Regions from separate parts of the Mus musculus genome. Here region 2 is linked to region 1. Evidence: chromatin contacts called from public HiChIP or PLAC-seq data. All regions are on one chromosome and are shown on one strand. Each heading gives the region's core, a stretch centred on a gene start, on an enhancer-like site or on the middle of the called end of the contact. The rest is flanking DNA. Distances are from core to core; before and after follow the strand shown.

Region 1 (5,605 bases), core at 1,153-3,652:
TTCTGGAAGGAGACATAGTAATAAGAAGCCTTAGTTATAGTGGTACAGAAAAGGCAGGTTTTAAAATAACCGGCTGCAGAGTAAAGTTCTGCTGAGTTATAGCAGCAGATTCATTCAGACTCAGGCTCGTGTTACGTTTGCACAGCAAAACTGTTGTGAACAGATTGATGTTAAAGACGATTTTTTTTTCCCTGAATGAAGTTGGTAGCATTCAGACGTTTCCTGAAAATCTCAGTGACTGACACAGTTTTTAAAAGGAAGCTTATTTTAAGTTACTTTCAAAATACAAGTGTCACAAAACTCACAGTGCTGCCTCTTGGTAGCACTGACCCCTCGACTGGCTCCTCTACCACCAGAGAATTCCCAGGGTGGGTCAGGCCGGCAGCCTGGTCCTCCTGCTGGGTCTTGGCTCTCTGACCGGAAGCTTGAGAGGAGGAGGCTCCGTTCCTGAGAGCTCCTCGGGACTCAGTTCCTGGGCTGATAAGATGCAGTGTCACCCTACTGTGAGATTGATGCAGTGTCACCTTACTGTGAGATTGATGCAGTGTCACCCTACTGTGAGATTGGAGGTCTTGAGTAGCCTACCCTCTACCCTCAGAAAGGTTATCTCCATCCTGGGGAACTTCCCCTGTCTGTGGCTTCCTAGCCACACCCTGTGATTTAAAGTTTTAAATTACATACATTCTTTGCTTTGCATGTGGACTATAGCCTTTGTTTTTTGCTTGCTTGCTTTCTTTCTTTTTCTCTTTCTCTTCTTCTTTTCCTCTTGCAGTTTCAATATCTCTTTTTCTTGCTTGTGGCAGAAAGAGTGTCAAAACCCCCAATTCAGCCCCAGTTCGCTAAGCCCTCCACGGTCAGGCCATACTGGGGGTAGTGCTGGCTTCCTGGGACATCCAGATCAACCACTCTCTCTCAGGTAGATCTGTCTCTGAGACCTAGTCTGTCCCCTGTCCTGCCTCCTCTTGGTTTTTGTTGAGGACTTTCTGGAGGGTCAAGTTCTCTTCCCAGAAAGAGGATTTGCAAGAGAAACTTAGGCCTGATTAACCACTGACAAGCAGGTGCTCTCCTCTCTACATGGCATTCTAGTGGGACAGAGCGCAGCATCCTTTTCCCTTGCCTCTTCCGTGCCTGTGCCGTGGCAGGAACTCAGTGTTGCCTAATTCTTTCTTACAGGGTCGTGGACTTCCTGCTCAAGGCCATCATGCGCACCATGTGGTTTGCTGGCGGCTTCCACCGTGTAGCTGTGAAGGGGCGGCAGGCCCTGCCTACTGAGGCTGCTATCCTCACCTTGGCTCCACATTCCTCCTACTTTGATGCCATCCCGGTCACCATGACCATGTCCTCCATTGTGATGAAGGCAGAGAGCAGAGACATCCCAATCTGGGGAAGTGAGTGAGCACCTGAGAGTGGGTGAGACCGTGGGAGTGGATGAGGCTGCAGGAGTGGGTGAGACACCATCTCACTGACAGGCCCTGACTATGCTGGTTTTGTCACTGTGGTTCCCTGTAGCATGAGCTCCTTTATTTATCAGTACTGACATGTCCCCCAGTACTGTCATGTGCAGAGATGCATCTCTGAAGTCTTGTCCTGCAAGCATTCATTTTCTGAATCTTAGCAGTTCAGGGTCTCTTGAGCGTCTGGGCAGCTGCTCCTGAGCACCAGTGACCCCTACAGATCAGGAACAGCGGTGTCTTGAGGCTGCTGGTCAGATCACAAAACCTGAATGGCTTGATGTAGCACAAGGCCTTTCTGTCACATCTAGGAACCACAAGCACAGGGTCACCGTGTGTGCAAGGGGGAAACCCTCCAGAGTTTCCACAAGGGATTGTCCTGCCTGTCTGATCACATGGCCGGCTTTCCTCTTTCCCTCATCAGTGTGTGTCTTAGCTAAGAATTCTGTCAGTGGATAATTCAAGATAGCCTCATTTTAAGATCCACAATTTCATCTGCATAGACTTTTGGTCTGAAAGGCCATGGTCACAGGTTCTGGGGTTGAGAAATGGTTCCCAGGTTCCCAGGGAAGTTTCTAGACATGAGGTACAGTGCTGGGGCGCCAGAGGGTAGTGGTGGTTCACCGGGTACTATAGAGATGTGGTAACTGTGGTGTCCCACAAGAACAATGGAAGGAGGATGGTTCAACCTGAGGCTTGTGTTACAAGAGCCCACAGCTCTGTACCCCCATCATGATGAATGAATCTCCTGAGTAAATGGTGAGGAGAGAGACAGACTTGGCAGGAGGGCTCTATGCTATGTCCCACAGCCCTGCTGTGTTGTGTGAGCACCCTGTGTCTGTGAGTAAATGCCCTGGGGTAACTCTGTGGCTCTGTGAGGCACATGAGCATAGCCACTCAGCAGTCTCTCTTACACTATAAAGCATGGGTTGGATTCTTCCAGACTGTGTGGGCAGTGCTTCCTTATATCTTAGTTAGGCTGCCACCGCTGTGTTGAAACACCATGACCAAGAGCCCCTTGGGGAAGAAAGGCTTTATTTCAGCTTAAAGATACACACCACTGTCTCTCACTGGAGGAAGTCAGAGCAGGAACTCAAGCAAGGCAGAGAACTGAAGCAGAGACCATGTAGGAGTGCTGCTTATTGGCTAGATCTTCCTTCCTGCCTTGCTCAGCCCGATTTTACATATATACACCCCAGAACTACCTGCCCAAGCGGTGGCACCACTCAAAAATGGATTGGGCCCTCCCACATCAATCACTAATTAAGAAAATATGCTATAGGCTTGCCCAGAGGACAATCTGGTGGTGGCATTTTCTGTGTCAAGGTTTCTTCTCTCAAAATGGCTTGAGCCTGTGTCAAGTTGTCATAAAACTAGCCAGGATACTATCTGGTATCCTGATTTCTCTGTATATACCAGGCTCCTGCGCTTTTGAATTCAGAGAAACCTCTAAAATCTTGAGGTATGTTTTGCCTGAGAGATGTGCAGAAGAAAGGACATGGCTACCATTATGAACTACCAAGCACTGATCCCTCTGATCTGGCCCTGATCCAAGTGCCTTTCCTAGACGTAACCACAGAAATAGCCTGCTGTCAATTTGGCAGGGTTATGAGGAAATGTTTCTCACACTTATCTAAGGGCACTAGATTTTTCAGATGTGCCTGCAACCTAAAACATGTCCTTGCTTTCATCTTTTTTCCTTTCCTGAGCAGGCACTCTCCCCGTTGCATATGGAAACATTAAGGAACTGGCTCATGGCCATGGGGAAGCAGGTGGTGAGGGAGGCTAGAACCTAGGCAGATGGCAAACAAGGTCCTTAGCCCCAGACCAACACAGACATCCCTTCCCCCAACACAACTGTGACTTTTCAGAGGCATCTGGCCGTGGCTAAATCCACTGCAAACATGGCCTTCACAGCCTATGTGCTTTTTTTACTCGGGAGGTGTCGTCATGCCCACCCACGGGAAATGTGAGTTTTCACCATGCGCTCAGGCAACACTGTGGTCAGTATCCTAAGCACATCCAAGACTCACAGACCCTGGGTGAATTCCTTTCATCCACAAGATGCTGGTACCCAGTTGACTTGTGTAGAGGTAAAGAAACCAGATTGGGGCTTGACAAGTGGTTTGTGGTTTGTATGGAGTATTAGATGGGAGTGTCTCATCTTTGTCAAGCATTTGTATCAGTCCCCTGATCTAGATAGCCAGGACCTTGCAGAGAGGCCAGCAAGAAGGCAAAAGGTGGGACTGTGTGTAGCTTTTGCACCTGTGAGTGGTACAGCACAGATCCTATAGACAGAAATGAGCAGCCCAGTGTAAGGACACCAGTTATGAAACAACTCTGAGCAAGCAGGGTTACTCCCCTTCTTGACAAAGCCCTTGGAGAGAAATTGAGCTGTTTGGGCTATAGATCTATCAAGCCCTTGGAGAGAAATTGAGCTGTTTGGGCTATAGATCTATCAGTCTGATCACAAATAGAAGATGTTATTGCACCTGCCTGGGAAGTTGGGTTGAATTCCAAAAATTTTTTGGAAACTAGTTGGGGTTGTAATTGGCAGATGTGCAGTTTACCTTGATAGTCCATAGACCTGAGACTGAAGGGTGGTGGCAAGTTTTTCAGAAATGTTCATTATCCAGGTACAGTGATGTCATGCGTGCCTATAGTCCCAGCACTTGGTCACCTGACCAACGCATCAAGACCCTGTCTTTAGAGGGAGAAGAATATTAGTTAGCTTCCAAATATAGCTCCTCCCGGTCTGTTCCTTACCCAGCTACCTGTGAATGCAGTGTGCCAGATTAGGTACTTGCTATCCTGGGCATTCAGCTAAGGGTCTCCTTTCCCCCTCAAGAGCCCAGGATGTGATCTGGGTCCTATCTCAGAGCAGGCTCATGTAGGCATGCTTGTCCCAACGTCCAGCCTTTATTTGGGTCCTGGGACAGACAGCTCCTAGCTGTTGAAGGAATGAATGTTGAAACTATCTGAAGGGTTTCATCTCTAGGTCTCTGAGTATCAGGAGTAACCAACCTCAAAGCTGTTCTGTCTGTGAGTCACCTTGATAATGTGTCTGTCTGGGTTGGTTTTCTTGCTGTGATAAAACCCCACGACCAAAGAAACTTGAGGACAGGCTTTATTTCTGCTTGCGCTCCAGGTCACAGTCCGTCTCTGAGGGAAGGCAGGGCAGGAGGTCAAGCAGGGCAGAAACCAAAGCAGAAGCCATAGAGGAGTGCTGCTTACTGCCTTGCTCCCCGTGGTTTATTCAGCCTGCTCTACTATATAGCCCAGGGGTATCACTCAATCATTAATCAAGAAAATACCTCCCAGACTTCCCTACAAGGAGGGGAGTGCTATGGAATCATTTTCTCATTTAAGGGTCCTTTTTCTCAGATAAGTCTGAGTTTGTGTTAAACTGACAAAACTGGTCAAGTGATGTTTAGAGGTAAAATGCTAAGGGATGAGAGCATATTCACAGGCCTATTGGAGCATCGGGCAGGATTGTGTTGACCCTTCACACAGCATGCATGGCCTGCTGACAGGGAGCTGTCTTCAGGAGCAACTTGTCCATCAAAGTGGACCCCTCAAAGATACCATCCTGGGTGCCCCGATGATCACTTTGTCTTGTCCTATCCCTGGAGCCTGTCTTAGGATCTCACTGCTGTGAACAGATACCATGACCAAGGCAACTCTTATAAGAACAACATTTAATTGGGGCTGGCTTACAGGTTCAGAAGTTCAGTCCATTGTCACCAAGGTGTGAGCATGGCAGCATCCAGGGGAAGCTGAGAATTCTAAATCTTCATCTGAAGGCTGCTAGCACAATTCTGGCTTCCAGGGAGCTAGGAGTAGGGTGTTAAAGCTCACACCCACAGAGGCACACCTATTCCAACAAGGCCATACCTACTCCAACAGGGCCTTACCTTCTAATAGTGCCACTCCCTGGGCCAAGCATATACAAACGATCACACCCAGGAAGCCTCACGATACCTGCCTGGGTGCTTAGATGATCACTTTGTCCTGTCCTGTCCTTGGAGTCCTTCTTGCCTCTGTGTCTATCATCAGATTCCCTAAAGGACCAGCAGGCATCTTCCACTGTCTGAGTCAGTTTTCTTGGCATCAGGGACACAGTAAGCTTCTGTACTCAGCCCCATGAAGCACAC
Region 2 (5,605 bases), core at 1,701-4,200, 310 kb after region 1:
TGACCATCGTGGGATCTGTGCTAGAGGGCACCTACTTAGACAAGCATGTGGAGGCCCAGAGGGCTGAAGAGGTAGGCAGGCAGGTGGAGTGCAGAGTGAGTGAGGTCCGGGTTGCAACCACCTAAGAAGAGCTGAGCCACGGCCTGCATCTCGAGGCTTAGGGGCACGATTTTTACACGTGCCGTTCCTGGTTTCTGTCAGGGTGGCTACTGAGTCTGAAAGGATCAGAAGTAAGATTTGAAGAGATGAGATGTGTGATCTCCTGAGACAGAGGGGCAGTGACAACTGCCATGGGACTGGATCCCTGAGGGCCCCTGTGTCTAGCCTTGGCACTTTGTTCCTGGTGTCTGTTATAGCTCCCTGTGCACCCCAGCACCTTCTAGTAGGTAGAGATTGTTGGGTCATGAGTCTGTGTGCGCTGGGCTGTGGTGGCGCACACCTTTAATCCCAGTACTTGGGAGACAGAGACAGGCGGATTTCTGAGTTGGAGGCCAGCCTGGTCTATAGAGTGAGTTCCAGGACAGCCAGGGCTACACAGAGAAACCCTGTCTCGAAAAAAACCAAAACCAAACAAACAAACATGAGTCTGTGTGCTGTCAGATGTTCTGATCCTTTGGATAAGAGGTGAGTAACCAGAACCTCCTCCTACAGCATACTGGAGCCATCTCTGATGCCTGCTGCCCACAATTTGCTGGTCCTGTAACTCCTGGGCTTCTTCTACACAGGCTTTCTTATTTCTCTGTGATCAGTTGTGACAGGAAACCTCCAGCCCAAGCAGAAACAGAACAAATAGTGTCACCAGTTTCTCATGTCCATCTACAGCCTCTGCTGTCCTCACAAGGCCAGGCAGGGTCCTGCCACCTCCAGTGTTCAGCTACCCAGATTGTCAGAAACCTTTTTTACTCCTCTCTCTATATTTGTGGATCTTACCTAAGGCTCCATCGTAGCTGCCGTGTCTTGGTGTCACCCTTTTCTCTGGAGGGGTTGATCAGCGAGCATTTTTCTTATGGCTATCCTTATCTGGTCTTGCTTGTGCGTTCAGGCTTCCTGCTGTCTGTGTGTCTCTAAGCTGCATCCCAATTTCTGAGTCCAGTCCATTCTGGGTGGACTGTGGAGTGGACTCTGTGGAGTGTATTCTGAGGACTGACTGTGGGCATTGGTGGTAATGACTATTGATAACTCTGGTCTGGAGTGACAATCTTGTGGCTTTTTCAGTGATGACATTACTTGCCCGGCCTGCCTGTCAGGCAGCTTTGAGATTCGGCAAGATCAAAGAGGACAAGAGAAGAGATGGATCGTTTTCTTGCTCCTCCAAAAGAACCAGCAGTTGCCCCTTAGAATGTGGAGCCTCCGATCCGAACCCTGGCTGCTGCTGACTGCAAACCCACGAATTTAAACATCATAGCTCTAGTCCTTACGGATGGGTGGTTTTCTGTCTTGTCCTTTGGTGTCTGACCTGTAGCTGGTCTGAGGGGCATTTTGTTATGGGAGAGAGAGTGGCTCTGTCTTGGAGGTGCTCTTGTTTTTATCTGTGATATTTCTTGGGTACAAAAAAGGCCAGCATCTGCTTTAAGCAATGGTATGCTCATGTCCTTTCCTGGTGTCTCCTCTACACTTTAGAGGGGATCTCTGGAGTTAAGGCCACCCTTTGGACAGATTCGAAGGGTGTGCATGGACTCTTGTTTGTTATCTGATGTCACTGGCAGAACATGGGGAAAGGTATTTGTGTTGAAGTGAGTGCCTGCTGGGGACCCTCTGACTCTGGTTTCAATCTCCATTCTGATAAGAAATGAGAAGAGTATCTGTGGCCGGGCGTGGTGGTACATGCCTTTAATCCCAGCACTTGGGAGGCAGAGGTAGGTGAATTTCTGAGTTCGAGGCCAGCCTGGTCTACAAAGTGAGTTCCAGGACAGCCAGGGCTACACAGAGAAACCCTGTCTCAAAAATCAATCAATCAATCAATCAATCAATCAATCAATCAAACAAACAAACAAAAACCAAAGAGTTCCTGTGGCTATCTCATGTATGTCTGTTAGATTAATTTATATTCTGTAGTGCTGGGGTGGGACCCAGGACCCCATATGTGCTAGACAAGTGCTCACTCAGCCACTGAGCCACACTCAAACCCTGGTTGGATGATTTTAATCTCTATTTGCTTTTAGGCAGAAGGTTCTAAAGAATCTGAATCAGGAACATGTGTTGAGAAACAGAAGCCAAGTATTCGCCTCTCCTGGTACCCATAGGAAAGGTTTAGCATTGGAATTAGTCATTTTTATTGATCAGCAAAAGCCAGAAGGAGCTGCCCAAGGGTCCACCTGCCCCTCCTGCCTGATGGAGCTCTGCCCTTTAGTCGGACTATCAGTAGTAATATTAAACGAAGACAGTTTGGGAAAGCCATTCATTTTAAGTGATCAGAGCTTGTGTAAGAAGCTTGTTCTGGGCATTTCCTTACTATGTCAGGGTTAATATCACTTTCCCTCTACTGCAGCATTTGCATGAAAGGGCTTGAGGGTTTGAGTCACCCTATCCTTCCCTAACTAAGGGTCCTGTCTTCCTCTTCTGTGAGGTTTCCCTGCCCACAGTGGCTTTGGCAGATGTGCCAACTTCTTATCTGGACCAGATTCCTGCCTGGTCAGGGCTCTGTCCTCTAAAACCTTAGGCTGGGCAGGCGATTCTCTAGCAGTAAGGCAAAAACTAAGATCCAGCTCCAGCTCTTTGGGTCTAGCCTGGGGAAAGCAATGTTGCAGCCTTTGTCAGGGACACAGGCATCACAAAGCCAGGGCAGGGGTGTGTAGGTACCGTGTACGGTAGGCATATCCTTCTGGTCAGTCCTCCGCAGTGTTCCTCTGTGCTGTGACCTTTAGCCAGCTTCAGCCCATAGGAGGACAGAGTAGCCCTGCCACACACATGCCATCGAGCTGAGTCAGCCTCTCCAGTACTTCTCCTATGAAACCCCCATCATGGGCACTGTCCTTCCTGCCTGGGAGCAGCTGTGTCCCTGTGACCACGCCTCCCGCCTGGGCTGCCTCTCAATCACTGGCATGTTCCCCTTTTAGGACAGTGTGTTTAGATTGTTTCTGAATTACGCAGAATTCTATAAGTGGAACATGTTCCTCTTGTGAGCCTGGTCTACCCTAGATGGCTGGCTGGTGGTTGGTGGAGGTGAACACAAAGCAAGGGTAGAGGTGAAAGGATGGCTGGGAACCGTGTGTATTGTCAGTACAGCTTTAGTTGTGGAACTGTAGTGCAGGGCAGTCATTGTGGGACCAATATAGGAGGCAGTCGAAATCAGGCAAAGGAGGGAGAATAGTGAGTCTTGTGACCAGTGGAGCAAACCTAGACTAGGTGAAGTCTAAATTTGAGGTATGGGCAGAGTGGGCTCAAATCACTTTCTCCCTCTTCTGGCTTTGCTGGGGGGGGGGGGGGCTCCAGGCATTCCTAGGCTTAGCCTGTCTCCACATGGCTGCCTTCCTTCTCAGATCTCTCTTTCCTCCGTCTTGTCTGAGTTACTTGTTACTGAGTTCAGGGTCCCATTGAACAGTTAGGATACTTTTTCCAAATAAGGCCATGTTTCCCCATTTTGGCTGTAGCACGGTCAAAACGAACCCCTCTTGGGAACACCATTCAACCCGTCACTGTCCTCGTTCCCCAAACACATCTCCCTCCCACGCAACTACATTCGTTGCACTGCAGTCTCCAAAGTTGTAAGCATCAACAAGTCTGGACCTCGTCACAGGCCACACCGAAACGGACTCCTCTCTGTGCTTATTACCAAGAGATGTGGAAAAACGTTTGCCTGACGGTGACCACATGGTCTTCCTGATCTAAAAGGGAGAGCGAGCGCAAAGGCATGAGGGTCACCGTCCACATAAGTGTGAAGTCTAGTAGGGCTGTTCCTCTAGGTACCATCAGATACCCTGCACCCAACAGGACCTAGTAGGCTGCCTGCTGTAGAAGGACAGCATCCCTAGGCTGTTGACTCGTGAATGGTGTGTCCTGAGTCGTAGCGTACAATCTCTCTCTCCATTGTCCCTAAGCAGCTCTGGGGAGGGAAGAGCTGTCCTGGTAGATGCCTGACATAGTGATGGAATGACGGGAGTGGACAGGTGTGGAGACTGACATGGTGGCTTGTCTGATAGCCCTTACTGGAGCATTCCATTCCCTCAAAGGCTGTTAAAGTCGGTCCATGAAGCATGGCCCATGAGTGTTGGATGCTTATTCTTTTTAAAAGATTTATTGATTTTTATTTGTATGAGTACACTGTAGGTGTCTTCAGACACACCAGAAGAATATGTGTGGGGCTGCCTCACTGTAGGGACGAAGGGCATGTTGTCCCTGGCATGTGTCTTAGCATCCTGTACTAACACCTGCCTCCACAACTCCCACAGAATATCCGGTCTCTGATGAGTGCAGAGAAGACGAAGGGCTTCTGCCAGCTGGTGGTGTCCTCCAACCTGCGAGATGGTGCGTCCCACCTGATCCAGTCGGCTGGCCTCGGTGGCATGAAACACAACACTGTCCTCATGGCCTGGCCAGAGGCTTGGAAGGAGGCAGATAATCCTTTCTCCTGGAAGAACTTTGTAGGTGGGTGTGGCAACCATGCCCATCCCAAGTGTTACTGTCACACTAAGTGTATGGCCAGAAAATATAGACTTGGGGCCTTGGAATGTGCTGGCCAAGTTGTTAGTTACAGAAAAAGCAAATGGCAGGTTTGCATTCTTGAATACTCTCCTCTCATGCCCAAGCCCAGTCCCCATGTGGGGATTTTCCTAGAATGTGACACACTGTCCTCTGGAGATGATGGAATAGCTCTGATATGGAAAGTTGTTCTTTGATGCCTCCCCGCCACCCCCTGGTTAGATGACTTCATGGGACCATGCCTACTTAGCTTGTGACAGTCTTCCCACTGTCTGGAGGGAAGCTAGCTCCCTGCTCATCCCCTCATGAGACCCCATGGTCCAGCTGGCCCTTGGTAACTTACCCATGGATACCTTTCTCCACAGACACAGTCCGTGACACTACAGCAGCACATCAGGCCTTGTTGGTGGCCAAGAACATTGACTTATTCCCACAAAACCAAGAGCGCTTCAGCGACGGGAACATTGATGTGTGGTGGATCGTGCATGACGGGGGCATGCTCATGCTTCTGCCCTTTCTGCTGCGCCAGCACAAGGTGTCTGTCGTAGGACCATAGGCCAACAGCTAGGCTACAGGGACACCACTATGTGGAGGGTGTGGCCTTGCCTGAGTTCCTGCAGAAATGTCCCCCCTCTTCCCCAGGTGTGGCGAAAGTGCCGGATGCGCATCTTCACTGTGGCCCAGGTGGATGATAACAGCATCCAGATGAAGAAGGACCTGCAGATGTTCCTGTACCACCTCAGGATCAGTGCCGAGGTGGAGGTGGTGGAGATGGTGCGTGCACAGCTGTGTGCTGGGGACGGGAGGGTGCAGATGGGCAGACAGACGGATGGACGGACTTGGATGTCATGCTACACTTTTGGAATAACAGAGATAGTACATCCCGGCATGTTCCATAGGGTAGCACTTGTATAGTCTTACTGTTCCCATCCTACATCTGAGCTTGTCTCAGCTGACAGCAGCTCTG

Evidence for each region. HiChIP or PLAC-seq counts read pairs in DNA pulled down with a chosen protein or histone mark.
Region 2: an H3K27ac HiChIP or PLAC-seq map of microglia shows a contact between it and region 1, with 5 times the contacts expected there. The contact joins two enhancer-like sites.

What each region holds. Positions count from the first base shown.
Region 1 is chr13:73,487,714-73,493,318 of GRCm38.p6, forward strand. Lpcat1 (lysophosphatidylcholine acyltransferase 1) reads left to right here. Exons shown (of 14, transcript NM_145376.6): 3 at 1,174-1,388. Among named protein-coding and RNA genes, the nearest start is that of Lpcat1, 23 kb to the left of the region's middle. Within about 2 kb of position 2,403, at least 60 of the 459 cell types and tissues checked have an H3K27ac peak or open chromatin away from gene starts, as enhancers often do. A contact at or near this core is called in microglia, where this site is marked.
Region 2 is chr13:73,801,026-73,806,630 of GRCm38.p6, forward strand. Slc12a7 (solute carrier family 12, member 7) reads left to right here. Exons shown (of 24, transcript NM_011390.2): 17 at 1-71; 18 at 4,389-4,584; 19 at 5,004-5,173; 20 at 5,281-5,412. Among named protein-coding and RNA genes, the nearest start is that of Slc12a7, 40 kb to the left of the region's middle. Within about 2 kb of position 2,951, at least 114 of the 459 cell types and tissues checked have an H3K27ac peak or open chromatin away from gene starts, as enhancers often do. A contact at or near this core is called in microglia, where this site is marked.